2 separate regions of the Mus musculus genome follow, and region 2 is linked to region 1. The links are chromatin contacts, called in public HiChIP or PLAC-seq maps. All regions are on one chromosome and are shown on one strand. Each heading gives the region's core, a stretch centred on a gene start, on an enhancer-like site or on the middle of the called end of the contact. The rest is flanking DNA. Distances are from core to core; before and after follow the strand shown. Region 1 overlaps Cdk14 (cyclin-dependent kinase 14). Region 2 overlaps Cdk14 (cyclin-dependent kinase 14).

Region 1 (5,804 bases), core at 1,954-4,453:
GCAGGCCCATTGCTGGAGGAGCCAAAAGTTCTAGCTCTTAATCCAAAGGCAGCTAAAGGGACTGTATCCCACACTGTTGGAGCTTTAGCATAGAAGACCTCAAAGCCTGCTCCCACAATGGCATGCTTCCTCCAGTAAGGCCAAACCTACTCCAACAAGGCCATACCTCCATACAGTGCCACTCACAGAGGGCCAAGCACTCAAACATGAGTCTGTGGGGACCAATTACAACTACACAGTCTTGGACTTCCTGGCAACACATATGAAAATGTTTTTAGTTATTTCACAAAATCTTGTTTTTGTTTTATGAGCAAGAAATGGTTCCTATTTATTTTTTACTTCCCACGGGGTGGGGGGCACTTACTAAGTGGCATCTACAACATGGCACCGAGTATTTGAAATGACAGTCTGGAAGAATGATTTTTCAGTCCCAAGCTCACATTACAAGAGTAGTGACCATCACTGGGCATGGAACTTGTCCAGCCTTCACGGGAACCTCACACAGGACAGGATAGATAATCTCCCCAACTACACAGTCCTACTAAGTGCCAGGGCACAGGCTAGAAATGAGATCAGGTTAACACAAGCCTCTGCACTCTTTTCTGCTGATCAGATAAAGAAAAGATTCCTAGCACTTTAGAAGTCCTTGTATAATTCCCTCTAAACATTATTCCTGAGTTAGAATGATTTAAATGCCATAGAGGAGTGTCTCCTGGTAGTTTGTAAAAATCATGTGTTCTTCTGTGGTCTTCCTTCTTTCAACCATCATTATGTTTTTATATTTGTGAATGAAATTCAGTGCTGAGAGTAAAGGTGGAGATATGGATTGGGAACTTATCAAAGAATGGGGAAGTCGGCACAAAGAGAATTGGAAAAATCATCACAAAAAGGTAAGGGGAGATCCTGCGAGGCTAATTCATGTTCATTAGAAAGTGAAGCCAGTCAAAGACAATAGATTCCTGAATGGTCGAAGATGCCAACCACCGAGAAGAAGACTTAGGGGGGCCACCTAGCAAAGAAGAATGCTGACTGCCCTGTTATCCCTTAAAGGTCATCCTAGTTCTCCAAGGTATCCACTGTTTATCTGAACCTTAGTGACCCTGAGAGCCTGAGGGAAAGGTGCCTGAAGGAACGTTTGCCAGTGACATTAGTGGCTTCCCCAGGAATAAACAACTGCAAGTGACAGGGGCAAATGGTTCAAATTCAACAAGTTAAGAACATTCAAGGAATTGGGAAGGTCATCATTTTTTATAACCTTCCACTGAAATATTCTCATTTTACTTATAAAATTCCATAATACATTGGTCTTTATGCTGGAATTGTTGTGTTTGTCTTACTGTAGTGTATTATTGTCCTTTTATGAAAATCATCGCATCTGCAAACGGACAAATGTCCAGCATGAAAATGTTCCTCTTCCTATGGATGGAGGTCAACAAATTGCCTCATAAAAGTGACAGTCTTCAAAAAGTCGGAATTCTAAATTAATATACATAATTTAAGTAACCATTCAAAATATTGTAAAATACCTTCTCGCTCTTCTTTAAGGACTATGATTGGATTTAATGGGGCCCACACAACTGGAAGGTTACCCTCATGTTTATTTCTCTGAGATTTTTATAAGACATGTATTTCAGCAGGTAAATGCAAGACACAGAGTGTGCTTACAAAGAATGAGTCCTCTAAAATAAGCCTCCCACTTTCAGGGAGAGACTGGATGTATGAATGTGCACGTACATACACACTACGATAAAAATTAGAACTGTATGGACTGTTATTACATATTATCACTAAGGCAGGAATTAAGAACTATCTAAAAGTATGGTGCCCAAGTTACACCTAAACCAGGAGTGGACTTTAACTTGGAAAAGACTGAAGCACACACGAGAAAAATGAGAAAAAATTATAATATAGCAGTTGTCCTGTCTTGTCTTTCCATGTTAGGTACAGATTAGCTCTCAAATTTCTTTTGCACAAATTATTCCACTATGAGGACAATAAGTTCTGCCATATTAATTGCTTTATGAAATAGTACAATTCTTAATATTAGCTAGTTCATTTTCTCAATATTTAATTGGTGATGAGTGAACTCCTACCAGGCAAGCCTTGTTTGTTTTCTAACATTCCTGAACCTGTAGAGAGGGCTGCATGTATTAAACTGGCGCTGATGTTGGTATGTTGGTCTGCAGCTCCTGGCCAAGACAGCAACAGAGCAATTGGAGCAGTCAAATTCAACTCTACTTGGGATCTTTTATATTTATATAAACTATTCAAGTCACAGAAACATTCTGATCAAGAAAGTAACAATAAATTTTATGTATTCCTTTGACATAAAAATTTAGGATGATTTTGGAAAAATTAGCATTATTGAAGTTTCAGTATTTAATATGATATCCTTCATTCTTTAAGCATATCCTTAATCTAAAAGTGTTTTGAACAAAAATTTAAACCTACAAAGAGCAAATAGCAATTTTATATACATAAACAAGCACAATTTGTCATCCAATCTTTTATTTGCTGCTATAATACTGTGTGTACTTCTGTATTTGAAGGAAGATATAATGAGGAAAACATGGGCATGCCGTTTTAATGACTTGATAAACTTTTATACTGCTTTGGGACTTCATGAAGCACATAGGTGAATCTGTAAGTACTGTGAAATATTGTAGATGTTCTGTGTAGAGTTGTGGGTAGAAGCTTTATGTGTCATTGGAGGGCAGTATGTGGCTTTTTATACTTCATAGATGAAATACAGTGCAAAAGCTAACTTAAGGTGACAGTCTGAGACTGTTCAAGCCCTTGGACTTATCCTACAAAGAGTGTTTATTCTTTTTTAGGTTACAAGAAAGTAATTGCATTGATTTGTTTTGTGAATGTGGCTCAAAGGGTGGCCAGCAAGCTTCCCTTAAGGCTGATACTTCCCCTACTGCTGGAGCCTGCCCACATGGCCCTAAGCTACACACACACACACACACACACACACACACACACACACACACACACACACACACACAAAGGCTCACAGATAACAGGACAATTGCCAAGCTTTTGCTGAGTATTTCCTTTAATTCTTTTTCTTGGGTCCTGTTCAAAATGTTAGGGTTTTGGTTTTTTTTTTTTTTTTTTTTTTTAAGTACTACTATCAACTCAATGCTCTTGGGTATACCCAGAGAACTGACTGAGCTGGCAAGTATCCAAAAAATATAAATATCCCATACTCAAGTTTCCTTTTATTTGTCCTTCTGAACTTTTCCCACAATATACTATATAGTGCATTTCTCTCACATGTGCTATTAATTAAGATTTTTTAAAAAACAAATCAAGATAGGAATTATTCAATGGTTTTAAGAAGAGATCCATTGCATTCTAAAATGTCACAAGAATATGAGCAATGCAGAGAAATCTGAATGGTTTACTTTTCTGGTTACTCCACAGGAAGATGGGATCCAATTCTGAGGTGAGGCCAGCATTCTAAGGAGCTGAGTCACCACCAGGCCTCTGTCTCCTCCACATTGACGACTCATAGGACTTTGCCTCAGGTCTGAGCTCTACTGATCTTGATCATTCTAACACTCCTCCCTACAACTCAGTTGATCTTCTGTAAATGATAGGACCAGATTACATGATCCCTTGCGCTCTTCCCAGACCTTACAAACTAGGATTAAACCCTTCAGGGGCAAGATGTCTACCCCTTCAGGTTTAGTATAGCATAGCATGAGCTTAATACCTTTGACCATACAACTCTCACAATGGCCTATCAACTTATGCTCTCCTTACTTGCTGATGCTCCCAAAATGGATGCATTCAATACCTAGTTCTATCTTCCTCTTCCTTAATGCTTCCATATAGGTCCCAAACACAATGGTAATTTAAGAAAATGAAAAGTAACCATAGAAACAAATGTTGATCAGGACAAGACTCCAGTTCACAGCAGAAGAGACTTGTGGTGAACACAGGATAGGCAGTGTTTGCAATTAGAAAATTTCTGAGCAGCCTCCATACCCACTCAGAAGGTAGAACTCCCTCTCAGCAGGCAAACTGGTGGGGTTGGGTGGCAGGGAGAGTATTTCTACTTCAGCTAGCTACTTAGCAACAACTCTCCTCTGTTCATTTCTCAGACCACAACGTATGACTATAACCATGGTTCCTTCCACTCTTAATTCTGAAACAATCGTGGCCCAATTAGTTGCTGCTTAAAATCTATTAACTCACTACCTAGTCTCTGCATTAGCTCCATTTTCATAACAGTAGGGGAACGCAGGTATCTAAGGAGTCTGTTCTTGTTCCATACCACAGCCTCTAAGGTACCAATAGGTCATAGATGAGCATATCTGTCCAGAAAGCTTAATGTAGTTAAGCACGGGAATATAAGTGTACAAGCATGTAATACTTGCAAAGAACAAAAAAGAAAGAAGAGGAAAGGGAATATCACTATTAAAGGCTACAGGATGTCAGAGAAGAGGCAGTGTTTAATGCGGTCTTTAAAAGGTGACTCGAGTAGAGTTGATGGTCTGGGGTAGGGACAGGCTAGAAAAAGCAGGTACATTCATTCCTTTGCCAGTACATTCCTCCACCAGCTGCTTCTCCCCTAGCCAGCCATAAAAATTCAACCTGTCATTTGCCACATACAATCAGCTTCTTAGTTGTACAAGTTATATAATGATTTTTTTCTCATATTGAGTTACTTTCTTGTATTGAACAAACAGTATGTTATGATTATAGCTCTTTGTCAAAAACTGACAGCCCCTGGAGATGGAAACTTGTGATCTCAGCATCTAAGGAGACAGATGTCCCAAAAGATCCTGACTTGCCAATGGTTTCCACCTTACTCTACAACAGGCTTTGTGCCTATAATCTTATAATCCAGTTTGCAACATATGAGTTTTCTCATTATTTAACTTGGTCATCTTTTATAAGTTTGAAAAATTAATCCTTTATCAAACACATTACTTGGCAATATTTTCTTCTGATTTGTGACTTGTCTCTTAGTTTTCATAGATCTGTGTTCAGGGACCACAACTTCAATTGATAAACTGTCATCTTCCATAAATTTGGCTAATCTCTAATCTGAAATCACAAGGCTTCCCAGCAGGTCTGTGTCCAGAGATTCTAAACTTTTTATATTGAATACACAAACTTAGTATTGAAATTGGTATTGGTTGCAAGGTGAGTATTGATCTGTTTTGCATTCAAACATCTAATTGTCAAGAGTAACAATTTTTGTAAAAACTACTTCTTGTCCACTTAAGATCAACTGTCTAATTTGTTAGCATTAAGTGGCTCATAATAGCCCTATAAAGACCAATGATTCCTCTAAAGTCAATAGTTATGTTTGCTCATTGGTGGTATAGTAACTCATACCTTGTTCATCTTGGTCAGTCAGGTAAAAATGTATTAATATTCGCACAGCAAAAACAAACAAAAAAAAAACATCAGCTTTCTGTTTAACTGTCTTCTCTACTGCATTTCCGTTCTCTATTTCACTGATTCCACTGTGGTTATTATTCTCCCTCTGTTTTGGGGAAATAAATAAATAAATGTGATGCTCTTTTCCAATACGCTTAGAGAAAAAGCTTAGATTTTAAGTTGAGATCATATTTCTTTTCTAAAATGTATGTTCCAGGCTCAGCTTTTCTCCCAAACACTGACTTATCTACATCCCATGAATTTTGATGATGTTTTTATTTTCATTGATATCAAAATATCAACATTCATTTTTATTTTATCTATATATTATCCAGAAATGTGTTGTTTAATTTTCAATTTTTGAATTTCACTTTTGTTCTTCATGTTCAATGTAATTGCTT
Region 2 (6,141 bases), core at 337-2,836, 160 kb after region 1:
GGGGTGGGGGTTATCCCTAAATCCCTGAATTCATTCCCAAAGGAGAAAGCCTTTATTAAAAACGATGCCAAGAGAGGGGGGCTAACAAGGCCCAAGTGCACTCACAGGGATGCCCAGTTCTCTCACAGTCTAGGAATGTAGGCTTGGAAAAGATAAACAAATTCCACGGACAATAGTCAATCATTCCCGGCCTTTCAGTGGATACACTTTCCCCTCTCAGAATACAATAAAAAAAAGTCAGTAACTGAGGCTCAGATCCTGGGCGCAGCTCCAGGTGGGAAACACAGGCAGAGATCAAAATCAATGGTATTTGTTTGTACAAGTGGGACGGTAGCTTACAAGCAACTCACAGTGTTTCGTGGTACCCCCTGCCATACACACCCCAAAAAAGGGATTTCCTAAAATTGAAAAGTAGACTCGGGAACCATGCTTAACTGTAAGACTTCTGCGTTCCAGATTGAAAGCAGCGCTCCCAACGGTTAGAAAGTGCTGGATCTGAGTCAGTTTGAAAGGCTTCCATCAGAAGCCAGCAAAGTAGCTGGAGCCATCTTCCTCTCATTCCTGGCCTGGGAACAATTCTGTCACTCAGGAAATCTGGAGCCATGCCAACACACTGCTTCAGCAGCCTGCTGGGGGATGGGTGAGGAGAGGGGAAATGTCTGGGCAGCTGGCTTTTGTCACAAAGCCTTCTCTCTTATAGAGGCTTGTAATGAATTTCCGAGACTTAAGACATTGTTGTAAGTGATTAACAGGACAAAAATATCCAAGGTGTAAAAGGCCAGTTGGTATATGAATTAAATCTTTTGCAAATAGTAAAATATGATAGTCTAGTCATTTTTCAATTATTTTCTTTAGACTAGCCTCAAATGTCTATACGGAAGAAGAAAAAAGCTAAGACACTGAGGCCTTAATTTACACACCAGGTATTTTATATTAATACATACACTAGATATTTCCCTCACTCTTGAGGAGCTTTGGAGCCTGGCGGCCCCAGGCAGGTCACACATACCACCCTGGCTCAAGGTACTGGGAGGCCTGGCAGCTACCACACAGGAGGACACACTGGGGCTCAGGGTGACTCAGCTACTGTGTTGTAGTCACAGAGTGAGGAGCCTGATCACAGGCCTGAATCCACAGCTGCTGCAAAGCCTCCTCCCTAAGGGCTGCTTGTGACGACCAAACTTTGTCCTACTTTGGAACTCTGTCAGGTTGTTTCCTCTTAGCCAAAAGGCCAACACTCCCTCCACTGCTTGAACTGTTAGAGCTTTAAACAGCTCAAAGATTAGGAAATACAGTTTACAACAATGGAAACCTAAGAACTTGGAGTCATGAGTCCAGAACACAGGGCAGAGTAAATGCCCTTGTCTAGATGGATTGTAAGGGTCCATGCTTTGCTGGGGAATGATACCCCAGACTCAAATAAAGGATTTCCTGCACGCAGGGGGTCTCCCCATTTACCAATGGAGACTCTCTGGGTGTATGCTTTGCAGGGTCAGTTTAAAGCCTGTCAGCGTAGGAGTGGGTGACTTTTGCTTCTCTTTCCCTTGAGTGGTTGGCTCTGTCTTCAGGGCTGTGGAGCCTTTGTGATTGGTTAGGACTCTGGGGACTTTCCAGGGTAGCAAGGAATCCTTGGTTTGGCTGCCCACAGTAGTGGTTGGCTGACCACAGGTTCCTGGATCCAGGTTCTCATATCCAGGAAACAGAAAACTTAGGCCTAGTCTCCCAGACTACCAGTTTGCAGCCTCTCATGGAGTCAGCCTGGCTCTGGCTAACTCAGTCCTTTCAGGGTAAATTGCTCAGCTTATCACTGACTTTATAATATCAAGGGGAAAAACTATCATTTTTAAAAAACATGTTACTGAGCTTTTTGGGATAAAAAAAAATCCAAAAAGTACGTAGACTTTCAAAAGAACCCTCCATGTGCCTGCCCAGCTGCTCAGAGCTGCAATGCTCCGCTGAGTCTGGAACACTCCAAGTCCAGATATGAAGCATCTTTAGCCCTCTCAGCCTCTCGGAGCCTTGTATTACAGTCCTCTGTCCCTAACCTAAGGGCTTTGCAAGCATCACACAGAAAGTTCCAACTTACAGCAGAGCACTAGTTTCCCTTTGGAACATACTATTTTGGCCGACCATTAGTTTCCACCAACCCCAAAGCTAATAGGATCTGAGGCAAATGGTAGTGATTTCTCCATCTTGGTGTAACCTGTCTCTCTGATGTTCCACTACTGTATTTGATATCTGTATCAGTGTCCTGATAGCTGGCATTCTTTGTACTATTTTGTTTTATTTTGGTTTGGTTTCTATACTGGACAGTCACTCAGACACTCATATTTGGCTCCAGAATGTTCTCTTAGTCTCACTGAGATACGAGTTACATTATGTCAATAATAATGGCACCCAATGTGGGGCTAGGAGAATAACTCACTTTTCACTAGAGAAGCCTCCTTCATGCAAGTAAGGAACAGGCACGGAGCCACCAGGCACAATCCTTATCTCCCTGGGGCGTGGCTGATGACGAATTTGTTTAGCCCAGTATGGTTGTTTAAGGATGCTATTTGGTAGATGCTGTTTAGGGCTTACTTTCTCTCCAGAGTGTTTGATTTAAGGTGTCTATTTTGCTTGTGTGGCTTCGGGAACATTTTGGTCTAGACATCTGGCTTGATTTTCTACTTGTTTTCATACCTCTGAAGGCATTTTGGATTCTGGTTGTTTGGGTTTGTCTTCAGCTTTTGCTCATCTGAAAACTATTGAAAGCATTTTGGGCTTTGCTTTGTTTTGTCTCTGTTTTGTTTGCCTTCAAAACATTTTGATTTATTTACATCTGGCCTTTGTCTGCTGACACTCTTCCCCAAATACATAATCCTGCATTTCTTTTTTTATAAATAAGATAAATAATTTAACATAAAGTCCATGCTATGTTAAAACGTTCCATCTGTGAAGGCCACTTCCCCTTGGGAATATACGCTCATACCTGCATGTGTCCTCTTTTTCCTTAACCCTCGGGCTTAAGCCTACATTAAAATATCTTCATTATAAAAGCCAGTTCTAAAATTCCTTCAATTGAAGCCACAAATTCCAATCCCTGTTTGGCCTGAGTCAAGGCCCCAACAGTTTAGGGGGGGCTCCTCAGGCTGCTAAGGATCACCACGTGAAGCTGTGTGTATGTTTCTTTACTACTAACTTTCCTGAAGCATGGTGATAAGATCAGTGTCCCAGTCTGTCACTTGGCTGATCTACCCTAAGGATGGTTTGCAGGTAACAGTGCTTCTTTGGTTCATTTTTCTGGCCAGACCCATTTGGTGTTTGTTAAGTTTGACTGGCACCAAAAACAAAATTCCCCAGGACTCATCCAAGGTCAGATGGAACGGTAGTACAGTGGCTTTTCTGGGGGACATTAAGAGACCCGATCCCTCACATGTCCTAAACCAATCTCTGGCCCCCAAGATAAAGTGGAGAACGACTTCCCCAAAGGAATGACCCTGATGCTCTCTGCTTCTTTGTCTTCCAGCCAATGACCTGCTTTCTGTGAAGCTAAGAGCTTAAACAAGGGGGAATCCAGCAAGTTTCCTTCCCTGGGATCCTCTGAAGAAGGGCTGATGGGTATCAGTTTTAAGGTCAAAACAGATAAACCTAAACTCCATATGTTCTCACCTTATAAGATGTTTTAAAAAAAAAAAAAAACTATGGTGTACATCTACGTCTTTAAACCTTACACTAAATAGATGTCTAGGGGGAAAGTATCCACCTGAGGATTAGTGCTGAGCACGTGCTGAGTAAATAGGCCATACGGAAGAGACCTACTATGTGTATTCCAAGATAAGAGACAGCCGCATTGCCATATCCAGGAAGGGAACCATATTCCAGATTAACAAGGAACCACTGATGCCTGATCCAAAAACTCTATACTTCTTTTCCTTCTTTGCATATTCTTCTAGATACAAAAGCAAGCACGGGATATAATTTTGTCTCCTTATAAATTAAAAGCGTTCATAAGAAAGAAGACTTTGGCTTAAAGTAAAATTGAAAGAAAGATTTACTCATCAGAGGTCTAACCTGTTCAGCTATAAAGGGACAAGGTGTTACATAAACTCTACATGATCTTCATAATTTGATCTTTGATGCTTCCAGTCTTTGTTGTTGTTTTGTTGGGTTTTGTCTGGGTTGTTTGTTTGTTCACTTCTCTTATTTCGTCTGGTTTGGCTTTGAGTTTTGGGGTTTTTTGTTCGTTGGTTAGATGGTTGGTCTTTCGGCTTTTTTGAGACAGGATTTCTCTGTGTATCCCTGGCTGTCTTAGAACTCACTTTGTAGACCACACTGTCATCAAAATCAGAGATCTGCCCTCCTCTGCCTCCCAAGTGCTAGGATTAAAGACTTGTGCCACCATGCCAAGCATTACTAAGGTTTTTCTCACAACATAAGAAATAGAGATATATAAAAGAATGCCAAACTTTATCCTGCTTAGAGTGCCTCACAAACTTTAATGAAAATTGAATATGAAATTGTAATAAAGCATTTATTATTGAAAATAGATTTTTCATCTAATGTATTCTAATTGTGATTCCCAGCCTCAACTCCTCCCCTGATCCTCCCCACTTCTGAATCAACCCAAATCTACACCCTTTCTTGCTCTCTCTTACTAGAAAACAGGAATTTAAATACTTTAAAAACAATAATAAAATGATACAAAATACAAGCAACAAAGTAACCTGAATAGGACAAAACAAATAAATGAACAGGAAAAACAAAAAGTCAAAGAAAAAGCACAAGGAACACAGACAGATACAGAGTCACAAACACTGGCTTTCTCGCCTCCATAGACGAGCGTTCCCCTACGTCCACAGCCTCCCAGCATAACGCACCATTTGTTTTATTGATCTTGGGCATTTTGACAATGGTAAAACAGAGTCTCAGAGTTATTTTGATTTGCTTATGATGATTTGCTGATGATTAAGAATGTTGACTGGTGGCGCACGCCTTTAATCCCAACACTTAGGAGGCAGAGGCAGGCATATTTCTAAGTTGAATGTCAGCTTGGTCTACAGAGTGAGTTCCAGGACAGCCAGGGGTATACAGAGAAACCCTGTCTCAGAAAAAAAAAAAAGAAAAAAAAAAAAAGAAAAAAGAAAAAAAAGAATGTTGAACATTTCTAAGTGCTTCTCAGCCATTTGAGTTTCCTCTATTGAGAATTCCCTCGGTTCTCAATAAATACAATTTATATCTGTACCTCATTTTTAATCGGGTTATTTGTTTTCTTAATGTCCACATTTTGTTTCTGTTTTTTAGTCTTTTATACATTCTAGATATAAGCCCTCTACTATACATGGAGTTGGTAAAAATCTTTTCCCATTCTGCTGGCTGCCACTCTGTCTGAATTTTGAAATCCTTTGTTATACAGAAGCTTTTCAGTTTTGTGAGGCCCCATTTATTAGCTGCTGATCATAATGCCTGTGCTATGGGGGCTCTGTTCAGAAAGTCTTTTTCTGTGTCAAGGATTTTAAGGTTGTTCCCCACTTTTTCTTCTGTCAGATTCGGTGTATATGTCCTCATGCTGAGGTCTTCAATCCATTAGAGGTTAAGTTTTGTGCAGGATGGTAAATATAGATCTATTTGGATTCTTCTATGTGCAGTTAGCCAGGTTGACCACCACAATTTGTTAAAGATGCTGCCTTTTATCAAGTGTGTCTTTCTGGCTTCATTATCAAAAATCAGGTGTCCATACATATATGGCTTTATGTCTGGGTCTTCAAATCAATTCCATTGGTCAACATACCTGGTTTTGTGCCAATACCATGCTGTTTTTATTACTATAGCTCTGTAGTATGATTTGAGTTTGGGAGTTGGTGATACCTCCACCAGTTCTTTCAATATTCAGGATTGATTTAGCTATCCTAGGTTAACAAAAATAATTTCAAAGTGATGGCTGTAAGAGATAATTTAAATTCTACTTAAAGAACATGAACCTAGTAGCCTTACCTGCATTTACAACTATTAGATTTAAACATATTTTAAATGGCAGATCTGTTTTCTGTGCATTACATACAGCCTCTTGAGTACTTTAAATTACTAAAAACTATTTTCTAAATTTATTAAAGTAATAACAGTAATAATAATGATGATGATAAAAATCTCACAAAAGAGAGA

The links. HiChIP or PLAC-seq counts read pairs in DNA pulled down with a chosen protein or histone mark.
Region 2: a contact with region 1 is called in a FOXA1 HiChIP or PLAC-seq map of pancreatic cancer cells. The contact joins two enhancer-like sites. A contact is called at or near these places in 2 of 115 datasets of contacts at active chromatin or transcription factors (embryonic fibroblasts and pancreatic cancer cells) and 2 of 9 other capture datasets (adipose tissue and pancreatic islet).

Annotation. Positions count from the first base shown.
Region 1 is chr5:5,177,443-5,183,246 of GRCm38.p6, forward strand. The region is part of intron 5 of Cdk14 (cyclin-dependent kinase 14); the gene reads right to left. Among named protein-coding and RNA genes, the nearest start is that of Gm30151, 190 kb to the right of the region's middle. Within about 2 kb of position 3,204, at least 80 of the 459 cell types and tissues checked have an H3K27ac peak or open chromatin away from gene starts, as enhancers often do. A contact at or near this core is called in adipose tissue, embryonic fibroblasts and pancreatic cancer cells, where this site is marked.
Region 2 is chr5:5,342,360-5,348,500 of GRCm38.p6, forward strand. The region is part of intron 2 of Cdk14 (cyclin-dependent kinase 14); the gene reads right to left. Among named protein-coding and RNA genes, the nearest start is that of Gm30151, 25 kb to the right of the region's middle. Within about 2 kb of position 1,587, at least 204 of the 459 cell types and tissues checked have an H3K27ac peak or open chromatin away from gene starts, as enhancers often do. A contact at or near this core is called in adipose tissue, embryonic fibroblasts and pancreatic cancer cells, where this site is marked.